2 separate regions of the Triticum aestivum genome follow, and region 1 is linked to region 2. A link is a contact called in public HiCAR-type data. All regions are on one chromosome and are shown on one strand. Each heading gives the region's core, a stretch centred on a gene start, on an enhancer-like site or on the middle of the called end of the contact. The rest is flanking DNA. Distances are from core to core; before and after follow the strand shown.

Evidence for each region. HiCAR-type assays count read pairs that join an accessible place to other places.
Region 1: a HiCAR-type map of leaf shows a contact between it and region 2, with 2.5 times the contacts expected there. The contact joins the promoter of LOC123096506 here to the promoter of LOC123096505 in region 2. A contact is called at or near these places in 2 of 5 Hi-C or Micro-C datasets (leaf and an unstated tissue) and 1 of 1 datasets of contacts at active chromatin or transcription factors (leaf).

Annotation. Positions count from the first base shown.
Region 1 is chr4D:101,975,504-101,981,035 of IWGSC CS RefSeq v2.1, forward strand. LOC123096506 reads right to left here and starts at 2,115. Exons shown (of 6, transcript XM_044518247.1): 1 at 1,894-2,115; 2 at 1,057-1,245; 3 at 813-938; 4 at 431-622. The coding sequence starts at 1,959.
Region 2 is chr4D:101,824,717-101,829,975 of IWGSC CS RefSeq v2.1, forward strand. LOC123096505 reads right to left here and starts at 3,042. Exons shown (of 1, transcript XM_044518246.1): 1 at 1,053-3,042. The coding sequence starts at 2,490. The coding sequence ends at 1,552.

The DNA.
Region 1 (5,532 bases), core at 865-3,364, 150 kb after region 2:
AAAATCTAATCCTAGAAGTTGAGGGCCACTTTGGATTGTAATAATTTCATAGGGTTTTTGAATGATTCCAATCCTGTAGAACTTTCCTACAGAGGCCCTTTGGATCATAAGGACGACGGCATCGAATTCATATGGATTGCTTTCGTACACCACCAATTCCATAGGAATTTCAACATCCACTTCAACCACTTTTCCCTACTCATTTGAATAGTACTGGGCATTTTTTCTGCATTTCCTTATGTTTTGAAGTTTATAGTTCCTGTATGTTTCATATTCCTAGGTTTTTCATTCCTAAGATCCAAAGAGGCCCTGAACTGGGAATATAAACATGTGTAAGCAAGCTTTTGTCAAGTAAAAGGATTAGTAGCTTTCCCATAAAGGGCTTGGTAAAGCATATTCCTAATTGATCTATAATCGTATGGCACCTTACGTCGCGAGAAGCTTTTAACTGGGTCTCCTGGGCTGCCTCAGCTTTATTCAGTGTGAAACTCGGAGGGGGGAATGCATCTGCAGCAGGATTCTGCATATGCAAACTGGAACTGTCAGGCTTTCTTCTAATTTGTATCTTCTTTGTTTCCTCGATGATGTTTGATGTCTTATTATCAACAATAATGAGACCTTCCTGTAAAACATAGAGATGAAAACAAGTCAGTGCACAAACCAAACAGGATGCTGAACTTCCAAAAGAGATACTGTAAAGTACCCAGCGACAACACAGAAAAGGGTCCGAAATGAAGCTACAATTACGAGTTGTCAGTTGTGTCGGTAATATCGTAAAATAAATAAAGCTGCATGATGCTAAAGAACTTTACCTCCAAGGCGTTTCTGATTCTTCCACCAAACTGGTTGACAGAAGCGGCAAGTGCCTCTGACCTCTTCCGCGGTTCGCTCCTTTCTGTCCCTCCATAGCTGTCGAATGGCCAACGAGATTGAGGGGCCTGAAATAAGAAAATGGAACGAAGAATGTAAATCACCTAAAGGCTAAGAAACCAGCCATGGACAATAAGTTTACTGATTGGATTTCATCGTGTTTCACCAATATATTTGCTGTCTCACCTGAGCTCCATCCGATAAGTTGGGCTTGCGAGTGGCACTTTGAACTTTCCCATGGTCATCGAACTTGTGAGCAGCAGCATCCTCATCGAGAATCCCCTTGGCCTTTCTTGCCAATGCTCCCCACAATCCAACCTTAGGCTCACGCATGCTATCCATCGACGTGTAGTTGTACGACGAAGCAGCCAAACTCTGCTCATTCACCGCAGACCAAATCAACACAGCAACCCATATAAGTAGAACAACATTTTTGAGTACATGAAGAATATCTGTCAATCCTAATAAGCAAGGAAAAAAACAGCGTGCTATGACAAAATAGCACATCCCTTAAAATTCGCTATAGCGGACGATTTTACACTGATTTTATTTAGCGAGACATTGCTCAAAACGCTATAGCGTGCCATTTATATCAGTGATCCTAAGTGATACAGACATGCTAAATTTCACCTCGAACTGAACAATAGAAACGCACATCAGAGGAACACTACAGCTTGCTAATTATCTCGGTGATGGGTTTGGAATCAGACAGTGATTATCCAGTAGCTGGCATATTCAGGACCAAATTGACCTGTTAGTTCAAGCTGCCCCCCAATAGGTAAGCAAGAGGGATAACCTGCATCAATCCGTGACTATCGCACATCGTCCCAACAAATTTTGTGTCGGACGAACGGAGGGCACATCTGTAGGAGCGAACTGGACGCGATGTGATCCCGGTATAATATTCGACCGACGGATCGAGACAGGCGCAAGCGCAAGCGCAAGCAAAATTGGCAGTAATAACCAGAGGGATTGGATGGTACAGAAGACGGGTGGGGGAGGAGAGGGAGGGAGGGTGCTTGCCTGGGGTTGGGGAGTCCGGCGGTCGTCGGAGGCGACGGGCCCCTGCTGCTTCCGGCGGTAGGCCATGATGAGCTGAGCTGGGTGGGTGGAGGTGGGAGGGACGCGGAGAGGAAGAAGCGAACAGCTGCTATAGCTTTTTGGTGATCCCTTGCTTGCTTTGATTAGAGAGAGACACCAAGCTGGACCAACCTGTCAAAATTCAACAGATGGGCCCACATGTGCTCTCTCGCACAAACGCCCTTTGTCACCTTTGCTGAGAAGAACACGACAGCTTCACGACAACTTCCTACTGGTGCGCGAAGTAGCAAGGAAGATTCACGCGAGAAGAACACCAGGTGTTTTAACATTTCCCGTGCATTTGATTCTCTCTCCTGGCCTTTCCTCTTCGAGGTGATGAAAGCAAAAGGATTTGGTCAAAAGTGGTTGGACTGGATGGCGGCGCTACTACTAACAGCCAGTACCAGGGTGGTGGTCAACGGGGCACCAGGGAGGAAGATCATTTCTCCTTTGCTTTTTGTGATAGCCATGGAGGCCCTTTCTGCCCTGGTGCAGAAGGCCACGGAGATGGGAGTTCTTACCTCTTTTGCCGGAATCTCGACAACACAAAGACTGTCCGTTTATGCTGACGACGTCGCCATGTTTACCAGACCCGCAGAGACCGACCTGGCAGCTGTCACCGAGATTCTAAAAGCATTTGGCAAAGCCTCGGGTCTCAAGGTGAACTACCGCAAATCCACGGTTGTGCTCATACGAGGAAGTGAGGAGGATAGGGCCAGGGTTGCCGGAATGCTGCAATGCGACATCTCAGAGTTCCCTTGCCGATACCTGGGACTGCAACTGGCGATAAAGAGTCTGACTAGAGCAGAATGGCAACCGATGCTGGACAAAGTACGACACTTCATGAGGCCTGGCCGGCTTATTCTGGTGCAGTCGGTAGTGGCGGCACGCCCCGTTCACCATCTTATGGTCACTGAGGCGCCGGAGTGGGTGCTTGAGGATATGAACAAATGGATGAGATCATTCTTCTGGGCGGGCAAAGACAAGTGTAACGGCGGACAATGCCTAGTGGCTTGGGATAAAATCTGTCAGCCAAAAGCCGGCGGTGGTTTAGGTATTAAAAACCTGAAGTGGCAAGCGATGGCGCTTCGAGTCCGGTGGGAATGACTAAAGAGGACTGATGCTCATAGACCATGGCAGGGGCTACCAATGACACCGGATGAGGAAGCGAGAGAGGTGTTTGATGCGTTGGTCAGTATAAAAGTGGGTTCGGGCGACAAGGTACTTTTCTGGAAGGACAAGTGGATCCATGGAGTAGCGGCGGCAGAGATTGCACCACTGATCGTAGCCACTGTCCCGACGAGAACGGCGAACAGACGTACGGTGCACCAGGCACTTGAGGATGGCTCTTGGGTGCATGATTTCAAGCATAACACCTCATTCACAGCCCTGATGCAGTACATGCACCTTTGCCAGGCTCTTGGTACGGTGGACAGAGACCCGTCACTGCCTGATAGTTTCACCTGGCCGAGATCACCGACAGGCACATACACGGCTAAATCAGTATATGACTACCTTTGCTCGAAGCTAGCTCGTTTGCCCACGGCTAAGTGCACCTGGAGAAGCTGGGCACCACTCAAATGCAAGCTGTTCGTGTGGCTCGCCCTACAGTATAGAATCTGGACATCCGACAGGAGGGCATGACATGGTTTACAGGATCAGCCGTCGGCGTGTTACACGTGCTTGCAGGCTGAAGACAATGTGGATCACATTTTGGCAAACTGCACGTACGCACAGGAGGTGTGGTATAAGGTGTTTAACCTCATTGCAATCCAGGTGCAGGAACCGGGGGAGTCGGGTGTGTTCAAAGATTGGTGGCTGACAGCGCGGAAGAGATTCAGAGGGCAGGACCGCAGAGGATTTGACACGCTGGTGACGGCGGTGGCCTGGGCCCTCTGGAAACAAAGGAATGCTAGGGTCTTCAACAGGGTCAGCGAGCAGACAACTGCGAGTGAGCTTCCATTCCAGATTCTCGACGAGATCGCCGAGTGGAAACAAGCTGGTGTAGGAGTAGGAGGCTTACAACGTTTCGTGAGGAGTTAGCCTAGGATAACCGGGTGTTGGAATGGGGTGAGTTGTACCCCGACCTCTGTGTTCGCACATCGGTCGACACTCTTGTAATTATTCCTCTTTTTTCTATAAACCTTTGCTGAGAAGTGTTTTTTGTTTTTTGTTTTTGCAATTCGGAGAGTTTTATCCAAACAAAGGCATTCTTCGGATAATCAACCAGAAGGTTGGTCACTGGGACCCTAGAAGTTTCATCAAGCCAAATTTGGGTCACATTCAAAATGCAAGCACGCTTTGAACAGAGATAAGCCCAAATGTTTGCTCACGTGTTTACACGTTGAATATCAAGAAAAGAGAAATCTCTAACTAACTCTCCAATTTCAACTAAGATAGGAGCCACAACTGAGCGAGAATTGTGGCGAGTGTTTTAGAGTGTAACCATCTTCAGACAATCAACCTCCATGCTTAAATCCTTGCAGCTTGGCAAACCCGACACCGTCCGAGAATAGGCTTCAGCAATCAGCGGGTCAAATATGCCCATGTATGGCTTGCACCCAACACCAAGAAGAGCAGAGGATAAACGTACAACCCCTTCATCGTCACCACAATTGTGCGTAAAATTCAGCGCCCATAAGTGGTGATATTGATGACGTCGTGCCCCAAAGGTTGCTAGCCCTAACCAGGCAAAACAAGAGGGGGCTTCCTAGGTAATTCCAGAAGCGCAATCGCCTACTTGGTCCGCCGCATGGGGTTTGCAGGATCAGCCCTTCTCCTTCATGTTTCGACCGATTGTGTGAATGTCAGATAGTCCACATGATGGTGATGATATTCACGCAGCCCGGCAAAAAAAACTAGAGTCACATAAATTGTACCTCACCCATGAATGAGGGTGGAATCGAGGAAGACGAATACCAAACCACGCATGAGCTTCTTCCCAGAAGCGCTGAGCATGTGAGCAATGAATCAAAGCATGCTTTAGATCTTCTCCAGGTAGACAAATTTTGCATCAGTCGATCTTAGCAATATGACGTCTATTGAGAGTCTGCTCGTCTGGTAGAATTCCATGAAGAACTCTCCGTTAGAAGATTTGCACTTTTGGGACGACATTCATTTTCGAGAGGGCAATCCACATCTCTTGATTATTCCCTGAGGTCTCGGTAACCATTCCTTCTTCAAGAGCAACACCCTCTTTTTGAATCACAAGGGCACGGTACTCCAACTTTACAATGTAGATGCCTGACCATTCAAACACCTAGGCTCACCACCGCCTAGCCTGATAGGAATATTGAGGATGGCCTCGGCATTAGGTGCAATGAAAGTATCACAAACACCGTCACATCCAATTACCTGGGTCAATTAGATTCGAGACCTTATCAACAGTGGAGTTCGCCGATTTGAGCAGCGGTGTCATAGAGATAGTTTTGGGAATCCACTTGTTCGTCCACACCGAGACTAAACTCCCATCACCAATTCTCTTAACTAGATGACCCATTGTGTCCTTGGCGCAAAGACCAATTGCAGCCAAGAAGCCAAGCAACTTATGAACAATATATTTTATGGATGGTCTGCAAAGGG
Region 2 (5,259 bases), core at 1,792-4,291:
GAAATGATCAGCTTATACCATATCCAGCATGGAAATGATAAGATGAACGTGCACCCATGACTGACAGCAAAGAACAATGCTGCCTAAAAGAGCACAGCATGCTCCAAAAGGTTGGACCAGAGGCAGGCTGTCGAATTATAGATTGCTCATGACCTCCACCCATGGGATTTTGTGACAAGTATCTCCACCTGAGTTTCGACTTTCGGTCAAGTGCCTTTGTTAAATTACCTTGTCAATTGTTAAAGTGCGAGAAACAAAGGACAGTTCCGTGACCAGCCTAGGTAAAGGTGATGAACAATACTAAAGACAGGAGCTTATGCAACAGACTTGAAACTAAATTATTCTAATGTAAATGCACCTTGCTTTCGCCGTCCATCGTCCAATGCCTCACGAACAACACTATGCTGGAAAAATAATACCCTAAAGTCCTAACTAACTTTGAAACAGCAGACTGACCCGAAATCATACCAACGAATATATTTTTCTCTCATTTTGTAGCACAGAATTATCAAATCATCTGTTCTATCTTCAGTTTGATGTCTGACCACACTTACACCAATTATACATTCTTTTGCTATTTTATAAAGCTGCATTCAAGCCATTCTTACCCAACTCAGCATGAAAGAAACTAAAATTGTTAATAACAAACAATAACAATGACACCCTTGTAAGTTCCAAGAGTTTAGTATTACTTTGGAAACAAATCATACGGTTCGATCATCAAGAAAGTACAGCTAGAAATGCATACATCTCTAACAAGACAAAGGAAAATTTTCATTGCACACAGACTGAATGTTAAATCACAAGGTTCGATCATCAATCAGGTACAGCTAGAAATGCGAACATTTCTCAGAAGACAGAGGAAAGTTCTCACTGCACACAGACTGCATGTTAATTGTTAAATCACAAGGTTGGATCATCAAGAAGGTACAGCCAGAAATGATAACCTTTCTGAGAAGAAAAAAGGAAGGTTCTCACTGCATACAGACCGCATGTTAAAACAAGCAACAATGAAATCTAAATAAGCAGATTAGTTACCAAACCAAACTAAATGAGTAAACATTTACATTGTATTAAACATTTGTCCAAACAGGAGAAGCTAAAAGGCACCAAAATGGAATTGAGTTGGAACCTATATGAATTTCACTGGAACAGCACAATGGCATGTGCAATGAATATTACCTCAGCCTTATTGCCAGGCCCATTTTCCTTCTGAATACAACAATGAAAAAATAATCGAAGGATTCCAAATCTGGCATGACAAATATCTCTTCTCCATTGCTTGCTTGCAGATGAACCCAACAAGGAACATGGCGACTATGAACATCAACAGTAACCATTGCAGAACAATTCAAGTCCTAATAAGAACCGCCAAAAGAATTTGCTACCCGCAAGGAGCAGCAGCTGAACCCTAAACCTAGCAATTCACAGCACCCTCACTGACATGGAATGCTTTCTGCCTCAACTGACCGGTGGACAATTCCACATCTCAGGGCATCATCATAGAGCATTGCTGCTGTTGCCTGAATTCTGCAGAACACCAAAAATCAACTAGGCAACGTACTCACTCTCAATCACAGGTTTTGTTCGCGTTCCCAACGCTACAGGCGCTTGCGACCGCCCAACCTGCGCCATGCGCAAAGTCTCCCCGACCTCTGCATTTCGTTCCATCACCTCCATCTTCTTTTCCCTTTTATATCTGACAAAACACACCAGAAGCAAAGCCAACAGCCCCAATGCAATGACGCCCCCAACAACGCCGACAGCAATCTTCCATGCGTCCGAACTACCCTTATCACGACCACCATTAGTCGGTATTGGTGGGGCAATTGCGCCTGAAGGCCCTGGAGCAGGAGCAACCTCACTGGAGTTCACCACTATGGAGAAGTGCCCTCGGCGATAGGTTGCACACACGTTGTTTGCCTCCAAGCCCCGGAACTGTGGCACCCCATCCAAATCAAACCACACACACTGCGGCGCTGGACTGCCTGGGGGCACCGCCCTCACATTGCTGAAACTCACAGAAATCGGGCTCCCTGACGCGACGATGCTCAGCTCGGACAATCCCGTTGCTGACAAGTTGGCAGCGTCGTAGACCAGCAGCCCGAGAATGGGCGAGAGGTAGGTGTAGCCGGGGAGCGGGTAGTACTTCTCCGACAGCTCGCCCAGGTTGTGGTACACGAGCACCACCCTCTCGACGTACGGCTGCACGATGACGCCAGGGGGGATGCTGAACTCGAAGTAGTCGGAGAAGCCTTTCCTCCGCAGGCTGCCGCTGCGCAGGCGGAGCCCGGACACCGCGACGCCGGCGAGGTCCGCAGGCACGGTGGCGTTGTAGACAATGCCGGTGTGCGGCCGGACGAAGGCCCGGTACGCGTAGTCCTGCAGCATTGCGTCCAGGGCCCTCGCCGGCGACGGTGACTGTGCCGCCGCCGGAGAAGAGCCCAAGAAGAGCAGCTGGAGGAGGCAGGCGCAGATCAAGAAACCCATCCCGGCACGCCTCCGCCGCGAGCGAGGATCCAAGAAGGGGACCGCCGGAGCCGAGCAAGAGTCAGGTCAGGATCCCCTCCTCATCCGCATACGAGGACCTCCGAAACGAGGACGAGATTCGGAGCGGGGGAGGACGGGCATGCGCGGACCGGAGGCCGGCGGCAGGCGAGCTAGCAGATCCAAAGAAGCAGCCGGGCTGAGCAGAGCAGCCACAATGGCGAGGCAAGTTATGCGCGCGTCCAGAGTCCAAACAGGTGGCAGGCAATTTCGGCAAGAAACCAGGGAGGCGGCCGGGAAAGGAAGGGAGCAAAGGATTGGATGGCGAGAATCGGGAGGAGGGGAGGAGCGGCGGGATCAATCCGGGCCGGGGACGCCGGAGTCCACAGAAATCCGCGCGCGCCTGCCCCCACGGGCGGATGATTGCGACGGCGGGGGTTTGGGGATTCGGCAGCGGGGGTCGGGGTGGAGAGAGAGTGAGGTGAAGGAGAGAGATTTTAGGGAGAGAGAGAGACAGGAAGGAAGGAGAGAGGTTTTAATGGGGACGCATTTTTTCAGGGGCTCGGATGGAAATAAATTTCTCCCTGGTTTTTCCCGCAATAAAATACGCGGGCTCACAGTTGGCACGTCCGCCCCTGCGGAGTTACCGCTCTGCCCCTGGACAGCTGGGCTTCTGCTGCTTCTGCTCGCTGGAGAGTGGGGTCCAGGTGTGAGGGGTTCGTTTGTGGACGGGAGATCAGAAGGGGCTTTATTGTAAAATGGCGGTGCTGCTGACTGACCTGTGGGGCCGGGCGAGCCATCTCGAGCGGCCGGCGGAGAACGCCTTTGTTCCCAACGTTTGGATGCTCCTGTCCTGGGAGAGATGATTTGCGAGGTGGGGTCTTTTTGTAAAGCCGTGTGTTTGTAGGTCGCTGAGGTGTGGGACCCCTGAGCTGAAGCCCACCGGCAGTGAGCGTGATTGCTAAACTTTTGTCGAGTCCTTTGCCAACGACTGGATTCGAGAACTGGTTATCATGATCGTGCTATAACGGTATTAACGGGTCTACTGTCGCTCCCGTGGACTGGATAAATTTCATAAAATCACAGTATATTCTCCACCACAGATTTCTTGGTCAGAGACGGCGCTGAGGATGCGACGACATAGGATTGCCGTGCAGGGATGGTTCGCGGCATCGAAGAAGATGGATGGGGTGAGCCGGGATTGGCGGCTTCATCGTCGTGGCGATAGTCGCCCATGCTATAATTGTTCAATTTTTTTTTGTAAAGTTCTTCGATGAGAGATGGAATCTAATTGTATACCATATCGATCAAAAAGGCAGGACAAGCGTTCTCTTTGAACTGGCGGATTTTTGGACAAATTCTTTTTATAAAAAAACTCAGGTTCGTTTAGGGCACATCTAGATATGCTCTGGTTATTATACATCTATGTCACTCAATCAAATTAGAAATAGAAGGAGAAAAGACAAAAGAAAATGTTTGCATGAATCTTAGCGTAAAATTAATGACATAAGACTTAGATGAGCAATACTTAAAGCACATAGAGATGTGCTTTAGCAAAACTGAAAAAACTTCTATGAGTAAATTTCACCTCAAATGAGATGTTGTGTTTCATGGCATGTTATTATTCTCAAACTGACAAAGATGGCTCCATATGTCACAATGACGTCATAGTTGGCTAGGTACACAAGTCAAGTTGTGCTTGCTAAGGATGCGCCTAATATGATGCACAACCCATAGACATACATGTTCATTGATATATTTGTATATAATTCTCATTGAATTGATGAAATTTCACATACTCTTTGTATGCCCCTAAATAGTGCACGTTAGTTGTGAACATGCTTGTCGCTGTGTCACCCATAAGGGGTATTTTAAATGTAATTAAAATAGTACTTTTTTATTGAATAGTCAAGGAGATATACATATGAATATTTCCATCTATATTTTGCTATGAAGATTCACAACCTCTTACAAGATATGTTTAAATGAACCAGCGCACACGTGAATTGCAGAAAAACAAAGAACCAAAAAAAATTGTGTAGCCCTACCTCCACCCGAACACACACACACACACACACAATGAGGACACCCCAGGAAAACCCCCAATGAGCGGCGCCTTCGCTTTGCCGAGGCAACACAAGAACGCCATCAAAAATCAATGCATAGCCTAGACATTGTGGGCACCATCCTCACACACCACAAGCAAACTAGTGCAAAGACCGAGACAAAAACCAATGGGAGGCACAAATGGAAGAGAAGCACCGGTACCATAGACGAGAAGCTCTGATTAACTTAGACCAAACCATGACAACTTTGATACTATCGACGTAGCCAAAGGGCAGCAATCAACTGGGCCACACTACAACACTAGAGAACCCGAAAGGGGTAGTCGAAGGGCGACAAACAACCGATAGACAGCTAACGAAGGGGTGGGGCTCCAAGGGTCCTTCCCGCTGAGATCAACTCCTTAATCGCGGTGGGCTCCGATTGAAAGGAACTGGATGTCGTCTAGAGGTGGGGTGAATAGGCTTGTTAAAAACAATTACGGTTTAGGCTTGAATAAATGCGGAGTAAAACTAGTGTTTAATTTATTAAGCACAAAACCTAAATAAGCTAGGCTCAACTATGCGCACCAATAACATATGCCAAACAAGATAAACAACTATGTGGTAGCAAGCAAAATATAACTTGAAGCACAAAGGCTATGACAAAGTAATTGCATAAGTAAATGGCTCGGGTAAGAGATAAGCGAGGAATGCAGAGACGATGATG